Linked DNA regions of Sus scrofa: regions 1 and 3 are each linked to region 2. Evidence: chromatin contacts called from public HiChIP or PLAC-seq data. All regions are on one chromosome and are shown on one strand. The core of a region is the stretch at or near the end of the contact, and the rest is flanking DNA. Distances in the headings are between cores, read along the strand shown.

What was found. HiChIP or PLAC-seq counts read pairs in DNA pulled down with a chosen protein or histone mark.
Region 1: a contact with region 2 is called in an H3K27ac HiChIP or PLAC-seq map of alveolar macrophages. The contact joins the promoter of VPS54 here to the promoter of AFTPH in region 2. A contact is called at or near these places in 1 of 5 promoter capture datasets (liver) and 1 of 2 datasets of contacts at active chromatin or transcription factors (alveolar macrophages).
Region 3: an H3K27ac HiChIP or PLAC-seq map of alveolar macrophages shows a contact between it and region 2. The contact joins the promoter of PELI1 here to the promoter of AFTPH in region 2. A contact is called at or near these places in 2 of 2 datasets of contacts at active chromatin or transcription factors (alveolar macrophages and skeletal muscle).

What each region holds. Positions count from the first base shown.
Region 1 is chr3:77,853,857-77,857,820 of Sscrofa11.1, reverse strand. VPS54 (vacuolar protein sorting-associated protein 54) reads right to left here and starts at 1,728. Exons shown (of 23, transcript XR_002342640.1): 1 at 1,211-1,728.
Region 2 is chr3:77,420,509-77,424,295 of Sscrofa11.1, reverse strand. AFTPH (aftiphilin) reads left to right here and starts at 1,442. Exons shown (of 10, transcript XM_021087452.1): 1 at 1,442-2,337.
Region 3 is chr3:77,739,056-77,743,276 of Sscrofa11.1, reverse strand. PELI1 (E3 ubiquitin-protein ligase pellino homolog 1) reads right to left here and starts at 2,817. Exons shown (of 7, transcript XM_021087454.1): 1 at 2,467-2,817.

The DNA.
Region 1 (3,964 bases), core at 479-2,978, 430 kb before region 2:
ATCGCCCAAAATCTGCACATATTGATCACTTTACCAAAATCTATCCTAAGCAGTGATGACCACTATGAACCATCAGGTAATACTAATACCCACTTCTAGGAAATCAGACTTTGACTGCTATACAAACACAGTCAAACAAACAAATCCCATCATTCCATCTGTTCTATCATAACTGCTTAGAAGTCATTAAGGCTCTCAAGACACTTTTCCAACTAGAACCATCCATCAGATATAAAAGTCATCCTGGATGTCCATTCAAATTTACAGTTTAAGTTACCACAATAACACATTTCCCAATATACTATCATGACATCACTTGCCTTGCAAGCATTTACTATTAAGACTACCCTGGGGTTTGACAAATCAGAAATAGAAGCGATTAAAAACAAAACACAAAAACATGCCAAGTTAATTCTATGAAAGTAAGGAGAGCCTCAATAAAGACCAAAATAAAACCAGTTAAAGGGGAATTCAAAAAAACAAACAAACAAACAAACAAAAAACCCACACAAACAAACCCACAAACAAAACGAAAAAACCCGGGTCAGCCAAAATTTTATAAAGAGCATCCCGAATTCAGCACAAGGACAGACCAAGTGGTTAATTATATGGGCAGGCAAAAGTTCCCTTGTCAATGGCAGGACGGCAGGGGAGGCCTGCCTTTGTATCAACGCAGAGATGGAAAGAAGCATAACTGAAAAAAATTAATTATTGAACAAATGATTGTGAGCTACAGTGCCAAAGTGAAATATACCGAGTTATTCTCTGGCTGGCCTTGGCCAAGAAGACAAATGATTTTTTTCCTTCAATTTAAATTACCCCTTTGGATCAAAAGAGGGCTAAGGGCCCAGCTGGGAAAAGAAAGGGAAAGTTTGGGGGGAGCATCTAAAGGGGGTGGTGGAAGTTCCACAGCCCGGATCCCCGAGAGGGGTTGAGAAGGGAAAAGAGCGGCGTCGCGGCCGCGGGCTGGAGGTGAGGAACACAGCTGCCGGCCGATCCCACAGCGAGAGCGAGAAGGAAAAGGAGGAGAAGGCGGCCAGCAGGAATGGAAGCTTCGGCGCCCGTCAGTTGTGGCCGAGAAACTCCGCCGGCTTGGGCCGGGGAGGAGACAGAGGGGGTGGGGTCTCGGTCCTCTCTCACCGGAGGTTGGGGGGAGGCGGGAGGGGACGCGCGAAATGCTGGGGGGCGGTGGGGCCGGTCAGACACCTACCTGCGGGTCCCGGGCAGCCGCCCCAGAGCGAGGCCTAGTGCATTGCCGCCGCCTCCAACCCTCCACGTCGCGCCGAGGCTGCTGCTCCGCGGCCGCCGCCGCCCGGAGCCCCGCTGGGCCCGAGCCCGGCTTCCCGCCCCCGCCCCGCGCCGGCTGGCTCGTCAGCCGGGGGAGCAAAGGGTCGCCCTCTCGAGCCCAGCTCCGCTCGAGGGTTAAGAGGCGGCAGCGGCGGCTCCCTCACGTCTCTCCCGGGTGTCCTGTCAGCCAGCAGTTTCCCCCGGGTCCGCAGCGCCGCCTCCGCCGCTGCTGCCACCGCCTCTCCCACATCCCCGGCCTCCAGAGGAGCCGCTACCGCCGCCTCCGCCGCCGCGCTGCGACCACTACCACTAGAGCTTCTGCTCCCTGCTCCACTGCCTCCCCTCACCCCGCCGGCCTGCCGCGGCCCGGCCAGGTCCGGGGAGACTGCTCCAGAGGCCGCCGCGAGGGCGCCGCAGCCCCCAGCCCACAATCCACCGCGCGGCTCCGCCGGGGCGGGCGGGCCGCGGCCCAGGCCGGGGGGGAGTGTTCGCAGCCTTGGGAGAGGGCCGGGCTGGGCGCGGGCGCCGCTGGCGTTCCCCCGGAGCAGGGAATGCCCCGCGCGACTGCTCGGCGCCTCCTCTAAGAGGCCTCCACGCAAAGACAGAAACTCACGATGAACTCGACTTTTCCCCACGACCCTTCCCTTCCCCCACCCCGAGGTGCTCTCTGGAGCAGCCGGGTGCCGCCGGCCGCTCCCCCGGACGGGTTCGCGACCCCTCTGCGTGGCCCTCGCCCACGCCCCAGACCAACCGACTCCAAACATCTCAAAGTCCCCAGCACATATTAAAGTAGATACTTCCATAACATTCCACCTTTCCTTTCACACTTTCAAAGTGAAAGGCTGTTCACTTTGAGTTTCCCAATTACATGTCCTTTGAAAGGTTTAAGGTCACCCCTTCCCCAACAATCCATGGACTCCGGAAACAGTGCATAGTCTCTCTATGGAAGCCTTCCCCCACCCAGTCTTTCTCCAAAGTTTCCCCTAGTTCCAGGGCCTCCTCCCAGGCACCTATCACACTTCTCTGGCGCTGAAATCAGTCATTCCTGCTATTTGAGATACTTGAAGTGTGTATTTTTAATACCACCTCCCTGTAATTCTTGACAGTAATCCAATTCAGCCCGGTTTCAGAGGGCTAGTAATCTTAATCCAGTGAAATGAAATCCACAAGAAAGGGAGTATGTTAGAATATTTTTTAAAAGAGAGGAAAGGGCCGTTTGAGTGCTTATGTCTTAATTTAGGAAGGTTTCTTTCAATTTTGAAACCATATCTTTGCTTAAAAATATCAATATTTCAGGCATTTATAAGACTGTTTAAACAAATCAAAAGTGAAAATAACAGTTGGGGAGAAAAAAAGTTGATGCAAATTTCACTAGTAAGAAGTCATTCTGGAAACTGCAAACATAACACTTTGTGAAACGGTATTTTACCCACTAAAGAGCTAAAGTTGAGGGGAAAGGAAGAACAAAAGAGAAGCAAGCAGCAAAAAATAGGTGAGAGGAAATTCTTATATTATGTTTTTCTAAATTCAATTCTTTACAGTTTTATAATAAGGAGAGTAAGACTATCAACCTCCAATGTGAACTATATTTAACTGTAAAATGATAAATCCTCCTCAATCTCTGATCTCATAAAGCCAAATGACCTTATATTATGAATATATCAAAGAAAGACTCACCAAATTTTGTCAAAGGGCAGAGAGGAAAATAATTTCACTTTAAGTCTAAAATCAGTTCATAGGTTATATATACTAAGTAATGGATTTAGCAGGTTCCTATATTTTGAAACCACATCAGGAAGTCAACAATAGTTTGAAAACTGTATTAAACCTGGTGGTTTGGCCTTCTAAAAATATTTGCATTTATAACCCATCTTGTTCTAAAAAAGATTCCAAGTTGCTCTAGTTGGCACTTGGGTTAGGGAATAGCCATAAAGAATCTCCTTGACACTAGAACAAGTCAGACTGGTTTGCTTTCCTCATTATCCATTTGTAGATAACATATCATAGGAAGAAAATACACATTGTGTATTATTGCACTTAGTTCTTTCAGGGATCCAGCATGATTTTACTTTTACTTTTCCACAAATAATTCATAATCATGGACCTAAACATAAAAGTAAATGCTGATGGTCAGATTTGCAGAAAACAAAACAAAACAAAAAGCTGTTAACTGGATAATTTAATTTAGAAGTACATAAATTTTAATTAATATGTTCCCTTATACTTTGAATCATTTCAGTATTAGAAAAAGCCAAATCACAAATATCTACATATATTATTAGTGTTAATTTCCAGAAAAACTGATAGAAATCTTCATTACCTTCAAAAGAAATATGAAGAAAATATCTAGCTACTGTTACTAATGCTATATCTGCATAATATTTATTAAACCTGTAAAGAATTATGAATGCTGCTAGTCATCAGGGTTCATATATTCTTTTTTTTTTTTTTTTTTTTAGTTATTTCTTGGGCCGCTCCCGTGGCACATGGAGGTTCCCAGGCTATGGGTCAAATCGGAGCTGTAGCCACTGGCCTACACCAGAGCCACAGCAACGCGGGATCCGAGCCATGTCTGCAACCTACACCACAGCTCACGGCAACGCCGGATCGATAACCCACTGAGCAAGGGCAGGGACCGAACCCGCAACCTCATGGTTCCTAGTCGGATTCGTTAACC
Region 2 (3,787 bases), core at 193-2,692:
CTCAGCGGGTTAAGCAGGCTAAGGCTGTAACTGCTGTGGCTCTGATCACTGCTGTAGTGTGGATTCGATCCCTGGGTCAGGAACTTCGCCTGCCATGGGCACAACCAAAAAAAATCATTTTTATATACAGAAAAAACTCATAAAATTAGACAAAGCCACAACACAAAATGTACATCAGCACAGTATTATTTGTAATTGTGGAAAATACCCACATATAGGATAATGGATAAATCACAGTATGTCTGCTCCATTGAATATTATGTATGCAATGAAAATCAAAGTTTTATGAAATGTTAAGTAATCAGGATGAAATGCTTACAACATAATATTAAGTGAAAAAAGGATACAAAATTGGCTTACATTATGATTACAACTTTGTAAAAAGTCTGCACAGGAGAAAAAACTAAGATTTAATTTTTCTTTTCTTGATACAAAATCTTAAGTAATGTAGTTAAGGTCGTATTTTTTAAAAGTAAAGAAAAACAATACTACCACTGGATCCAAATGCAATGAATTTTAATAAGTATTTTCCCCCAGATTCATCATCTTAAAAACTTTCAGAGATGCTTTCTTTTTGTAGTACCATTTCATAAGCATTGGAATGCTGTCTTCAGAATTATGTGTAAGATTACAAATTACAAGTTGGGTGGTTGCTGACCAAAGAGTGACTTAATGACTCAACTTCATAAATTTCTGAATTGTTGTCCTTAAGTGAATAAAATAGGCTTCTGCAGTTACCTGAAAAAAAAAAAACACTTTTTAATCATGTTATGCATAAAATTAGGGGAATATTATTCTGAAAGCACAGTTTTTTTTAATGTTTTTATGTTTAAATTTATTATTTCAGTTTTAACATATTCTCGATGTAGGGTCTGCCTTAGGATTTTGTCATATGTTCTTATTCTGATATGTCTGTTTAGTAGAGCTATCAAATTAGGACAAGCATGTGTTCCTCTAAAATCAATTTACTTCCAGTGTACACACACACACACACACACACACACACACTTTTGTTTCTTTCCTTCCTGGTCAAAATAAACATTTATAGCGATATATTTATAAGCTTATATTTATAAATACAATATTTAAGGTTTATATTTTTAAGCTTGCAATGAGCCAAGCCAGCAGGGGGCGAAATACAATAAGAATAAATTTGACAAGCCATATAGATATTTTTCTTGCTTTAGTGACTGAGCAATAACAAAAAATCCAGCACCGCCACAAAGCAATTGGTATTCTAATTTTAAGTGCTGCAGTCTGCGTATATCTTACAGCGATTGAGTTGTATAGAGACAAAAGCAGGTCTATTTCAGTGCTCCAAGTTAATTTGTCTAGAACATTGCAGAGGCGGGATAAACTGTGATGAACTGCTTTTGTCCCTATCTTCCCCTGATTTGTATAATTCCTCCACTCAAAGAAGGTGGACGCTTCTCTGTGGCTGAGAGGGTGTTTTCTATCCTTGTTTTCTTTGCGTAACTGCTGAGCTTTGCTGTATTGGAATTGTTTTAAATTATTCAAATTGCTGGTGTAGGTTTGGCAAAAGTGAGCAGAATAAGCACTTCGGAAGGGCTCATGATTGCGGGATAGGACCTCGGCCTCATCATTCCCGATGGTAACAATAATCTGTGCAGCCTTGCAGTCTTGTTTTTACAGTGGCCGGAATTCTAACAGAAATTCGTTATAGATGAAAGGGAAAGGTTATAAAAAATGCAAATGATCAAGACTGATGATGGAAAAATGTTACGACCTCTGTTAAAGAAATGCGGGAGTTGATTGATTTCTTTATAGTTTCATCGAATAGTCTCTCGCAGCATCTATGAAAAACGACCACCGTCTCTATCCGTTAGCAAAATCCTCCAATTTTATTTGTTTTTGTTGGTCTCAAAGACGATTTGTCAGTTCGGCGGCTGCTTTTCCTCTTGCTTCTCATTTTGATTTACCTCTTCTTTGTTATACATCAGCTTCCTTTTCTGTCAGCTTAAATTAAAAAGAGGAAGGAACTCTGAACGAAAAAGTCGTTTTTCGGGGCGAAAAGGGCAAGCTGATAAGTGCTCTCCAGCAGATTTTGGTGAAGAAAATAAAGTTCCGTATTTTAAAACCCTCGCAATTTTCCTTGCAGAGCAAGAGACTTAACTCGGTCCTGAGCTGAACGTTGACTTTTAGCCGGCTAAGGAGCACCTGTCCCTCGCCGGGAGCGCAGCCTTAGGAGCGGCGGAGTGCAGGAGGGCGTCTTTCCCCCCACCCACCTCGATGACTCACAAGGAAGTCAAGGAAAAGGGCAGCTTGCCCGCACCCAAAATGGCGGCCGGCGCTCTGCTCGACGGCGCCTGCGCAGGGGTAAGCGTTCTGTGACACTGATTCCCCCCAAGTGTTCTCCCCCCAACCCCCCAGTACCCACCAGCGCCCGGCCCCGACCTAGCCACCTGCGCCCGGAAGTGACGTGTCGGCGGCAGCGGTTCCCCCGCTGCATGATGGGAGAGTGTGTGGAGTGGGCGGGGGGTCTCCGCGGAGGAGGAGGTGGAGGCGGCGGCGGCGGCGGAAGAGGGCGGAGGGTAATGGGATGGGGGTCTCGCGGCAGCGCTGAAACTCCGGGTGGGCGTCCATGGCGCTGCTTCGATGACAGGGCTGTGAGCAGCCTGCCTTCCGCTTTCACCAGCTCCGCGTCGGAATAGCCGGTCCTTCCCCGGGGAGCTAGTTCCTCCCCGGGCCCCTGAGCCATGCCCATCGCAGCCGCCCCGGACGAGCCAGGTAAGCGCCACCGCTCCGCTCCCCCATCGCGCGGGGGAAAGAGGATGGGGAAGCCGGCCCAGCCCGCCGGCTGGACCCTCGCCCGGCCCGGGGGCACCTGCCTGTCGCGGAGCCGGGGGCTGCGGGGACGGTGCCGGCTCTGCGGGCCTGCGGGCTCCGGGCTCGGGCTCTGTCCTTTTCCGCGGCGGGTGCGGGGACGCCGGCGGCGGCGCGGAAGCGCACGGCCCCCTTCTCGCCATCCCGGGCATCGGCCAGGAAAGTGAGAGCCCTTCCCACGTCCCCGGCTGCCGGCGGCTCGCCCTGCCCCTCCACTTCCACCTGCCCTGAGCTCTGCGCCGGCCGCTCCCTCCCGGGAGCTTGTGGAGAAGTTTGGGGCTTTGCTCCGGCTTCCTCCTTCTCCCTCCCCCTCCCTCGTGACAGGTGTAAACACTGCCTGCTTCGCCCAGGCCTGAGGCCGGCCGCGATCAGAGTCTGCTGCTTCGCAGGGTCTCTAAAGCAAGCGGCTTTCGAATCCTCCAACAGGCAGAGGAGACGGCACCCAAACTCATGCATCCCATCCTGAGAGGACCTTTTCTGTTCCTTTCTTGCACTCTTCAAGAAATCGTCTGCGTCCCCTCCCCAGACTGCGTTGGAAAAGTTGGACCATTTTTTTTTTAAGTGCCTAGTTAGGCAGGTGCTACGTCTTGTTTGGACAGGGAACAGAGTATAGGGTGAAGAGTGGTGGGATCCTTTCATCATTAGGAAAGTACTGAGAATGACTAGGTTTTTCTCTTGTTGGTTAATGCGAGTTACAGCTTGGTTTCCTACTGAATACTTCTATTGGGGCCGAAGGAAGGACTAACCCATACGTGGAAACGTTTTACTGGGGGCGGGCGGGTTGGGGGGGCAGATGAAACAAAAGCAGCGGTTCTGTCTCGGAGTTCTCACTTTAGGAGAAGAAAAGTAAAACTTTACTTTTGAACTTAATCTTCCTTTTCACCAGCTACATTTTTCGTTTTTTGGTAGAATAGGAAAAGGAGACAGTTTCATCCTTGATGTT
Region 3 (4,221 bases), core at 1,568-4,067, 320 kb before region 2:
AACATTTTGACAACCTGCAAGGAAGCTGAAACAAAGTCAGATGGAAACAGACTTAGGACCTCCACTTGAAACTTGGCTCAAGAACATTCAACAGCACTAGACTCAGTTTCCTGCCCTGTACTTTTCAGTCATTTCCTTTAAGGGTCCCTAAGAAACCAGGAAACCTGCAATTCTAGCCTCTGACAGTCCACACTAACTTCCGCCTTTGGACTCCAGTGACTGAATAAAGACATTGTGTTAGTAGCTTCCTTAAAATACAAATGTCTGGTAAATCTGGCTTGTAAATGCTACAGGAAAAGTTCAACATAACCAACTGTAAGGTGACTTAAATGAAAATTTTAAGGAGAGCACAGACTTTTGCCCCTTTCCCCTCAAATCTACCACTAAAGCACAATTCCCAGCTCATTTTTTTTTCAAGTCAATAACTACTATTATTACATTACAGCACTTCCATAACACTAATAAAAACCTAGGTAACAAGTTTTCTCTTTAAAAGTCTTAAATTTATTAGATGAAGCATTATAACCACTTCACTACATGCATCTTTCCATACATACCCTTAACTATTTTTCAACTGCTTGTTTTAAACTTAAGATTTCTTTCAACATACTATAGAAAGAGGACTTTCAACATACTATAGAAAGAGGTCAGGTTAGAGGACAGGTTATCAAAATAAACATCTTTCCCTTTACTGATGGAACCACCAGAGTCTAAAATCTGGGGGCAACTATAAAATACGAAATTAAATTCAGGAGAATTTAGGATAAGAGAAAGTACTGTTACTCCAATTCTGACAATTAGTCACCTCAGGAAATAACTAACTAGTAGTGATGATGCTTGATTTAAAATTTTGGTACCTTCCAGTCTGGATCAATTATCAAAATAAACAAACTTGTTCTCAGCATTAAGTATTTTCTTCTAGAAGAGGATGTTAGTGTGAATAAAAAACATAAAAATGCATATGCTTTATTTGTACAAGAAAGACAATGTTTTGAGAGCTGTAAATCTGATCACCCTGAAAAAACATTTTGTTGGTTATAAAGAAAAGGTCATAAACGGAAACAGAAGAGCTTAAGAAACTGAACCTTCTCCACAACTCAAAAATTTACATTCACACTACTAGGCAAACTAAAAAAAAAAAGCAAAACAAACAAACAAAAAAACAGCAAACAAAAAACCTCTTACGGTTCTCCTCAATTACAAAAGAAATACATATTCAAGTAGAAAAAGACAAAGCCAGTTGTGAAACAAAAGATCAGCTGCTATGCAAACAAAATAGCATTTTGTAGAATAAGAGAAGTACACAGCCTTTGAACCAAAACAAATAGATGACCTTTTCTTACACTTAAAGCTTCTGGTTCTTTGTACAACCAGTACCTTATGGATAAGGTGCTCACTCAATTTGATGACTAAACGATGGGAAGGCTGTTGGTGCTATTAAAACCAAGACACAGTTCCTTGTGTGTTGTGACTAAATCTGTTAAACCTACATTAAAAAAAATCTCTGCCCTCCCACCCCCATGATTGCTGTCTTGCCTACCCGCAGGTACAAAAATAAAAGCAGATGGGTGAGATGAGTTTATGGTGTACAGTATTCTTTCTCCCCATTCGTAGCATTTTTCAAGAGTCCTTTGAGGTTTTAAGATTCAAAACATCGTGTAAGAAGAGTTATTGTTTCAACTACCTAACAATTACCCAGACTTCTTTTAGACTTCGGTTAACCTGTAAGTAAAATGAGTATCTTCAACTTTTCCATAGGGCACTGAAGAACCAGTTCTTACTCATAAATGCTTTCAGGTCCTCAGACACCAGGCGTGGTGGAAGATCAAGGGTATCCATCAATTAGCGAGCTCTTCCGGACCTCAGTTTACCCACTTACGGAAACCGGGGCATTAACTTTGTTTCGTAGGGGCCCCGGAGGTGTAACTAATTGGTGTTTTTAAGTGCTCTGAGATCCACAGATGAAAGGAAACGCGAGGGACAAGCAGTGATGATGACAATAATCATGACAATAAACAAAATGACTAACTTGGAAGTCTGTGTTATGTAAAGAAGGAAAAAGAAGTTATCAGATTCGTACAAACAAAAGAAAAGCCCTCCGCCCCCCTTTGTTTCTCTTTCAATTCTACCTCGTTCCCCGCCCCCGCGAAGCTCCCCTCCCTCAGCTGGTGGCCCGGCGCGGGGCGCGGGGCTCGGACTTGGCCGCCGCGCGCCCGTTCCTGGGCGGAGGGGGAGGGCGCGTCGGGCCGGCTCCTGACAAAGGCGCTTCCTCCTGCGAAGGCGCGGGATGAGGGCGCCGCAAACTCCGCTTCGGCGCGGGGGCGCGCAGGCGGGCGGGGAAAGCTGGCCGCCTAAACCCGGCCGTCCGCCCCGGGAAGCCGCCGAGGAAGTTGCGCGCCCGCCTGGCCCGCACCCCTCGCCCGCTCCGTGTCGACCCCTCCCGCGGCGTGCCGCGGCCACACTCACCGGACAATTGCTGGTGGCCGGAATCCCAGCACGGCCCCGAGACCCGGGGCGAGGGGGTGAAGTGTGCGTGCGCGGGGAGCGCGAGCAGACAGCCCGGCGTTCCGCCGCCGCCTTCCGCGCCAGCCGGCCGAGCCCGGCGAGGGGAAGTTGGCCGCGGAGCTGAGCGCTGACGAGCCGCGGGCGGAGGGAGAGCCGCGGGGCCCGCTTTGTGATGCGCTCCCGGAGGGCTCGAGGCAAACCCGAACGCGCGGCTCGGCTAGTGCTGCTGCTGGAGGCGGCAGCGGCGGCGCCCCCCGACGGTCCCTCCGCCTCACTCCGCCTCTGGGTCACTGACACACACTCAGAGGGAGGGGAGGGGACTAGCTGGAAGGCGGGGCCGGAGGGAGGGGACGGGGCAGGGCCATAGAGGGAGGCGGTGCCGCGGCGCCGAGCGGTCTCTTGGGAGTTGTAGTTCTCTGACTGAAGAAAAAGGGGTACATTGTTGAGGACGAGTCCCTGCTCGCTCCGCACTGCGCATGCTCGGGAGGGAGAGGGTCGGCCCCACTGTTACTATGGTCACAGACATACTGAGGAAGGGAACGTGTTCAGCGCGGCTGCTGGCTGAACAAGGCCCTCCTTGTGTTATGGTGCTGTTAAGGATCCTACTTTTAGCTGGTCCTTCTTACTTCGCTCCACCCCCAATTTCCTAACCTCACCACTCACAAGTGCTCAGTGAAATCTGACTTCTTCATATTTTGGTCTTCCCTGCTGCTTAATTTTATGCCATAAATGCCGAATCACAACCATTTCCCTTCCCTCAAGGGAGCCCTCCCTGCCTTAAATTCAAGGGTTTTTTCCGTTTATTTTTTTAACCTAAGACTTGTAGAAACGTAGTTGCTTCCAATAACTTTACAATTAAGTTATAAAACTGCTAGGAACAAATCCATTGTCAGATTCCCATAGTTAATTTCTTCGCTCAAGTCACATCTAACTGGCTTCTTTAAGGCCAGCAAAGGTAGAGCTCAGGATCAAGATCGCTATATCTTACTTGATCGGTGCAAAGTAATCAAACGTTTAAATTTTAAGGCCTAGAATTTTTAAGAAATAAGAATTTCATAAAGTATAAGTTCAAAAGATAAGTGAAAAGTTGAAAATTGTTTACTGTATATACATTGGCAACTTTCAATTAGCAATAAGAGAAGTCTGAACCACTGTCTGAGTATGCTGTTGGGCTGGTCAGCTAGGGCTACACCCATACAGGGCACCCAGGTGTAAATAGTGGCCGAAGAGGGTGGTGAAAGGCAAACATGTTATTGGATCTCTAGAGGACTTAAGACAGCCTGTCCAAGCTCTTTTGTTTTTCTTCTCTGCCCACCTAGAACCCCATACTCTGGAAGAAAAAAGATCAATGTTTAGAAATCAGAAACAGGAAAAGTTGAGGTTTTCAGATAGAGAGTTTCAAGATCAAGGATCCTTATGTTTGCAGACCACATAATTATTCATTTAGAAAACATTCTTGAATATACTACGCCTCAGGTACTTTATTAGTTCTCAGAAAGAGAGATACAGGAATGTAAAAGAAACACTGTTTAAGTGCTTACTGTGCAAAAGAGGAGCCAGGTAAATAAATAGACTCAGTGTGATAATACCTTAATAGGAAAGTACACCAGGTGCTTCAACACACAGTTACCCCAGGCTCAGGCAGTTTCAGAAAATGCTTCAAAGAACGCTTAAACTTGAGGATGACTAGGAGTTAGTGTGTTTGTGTGCTTTGGT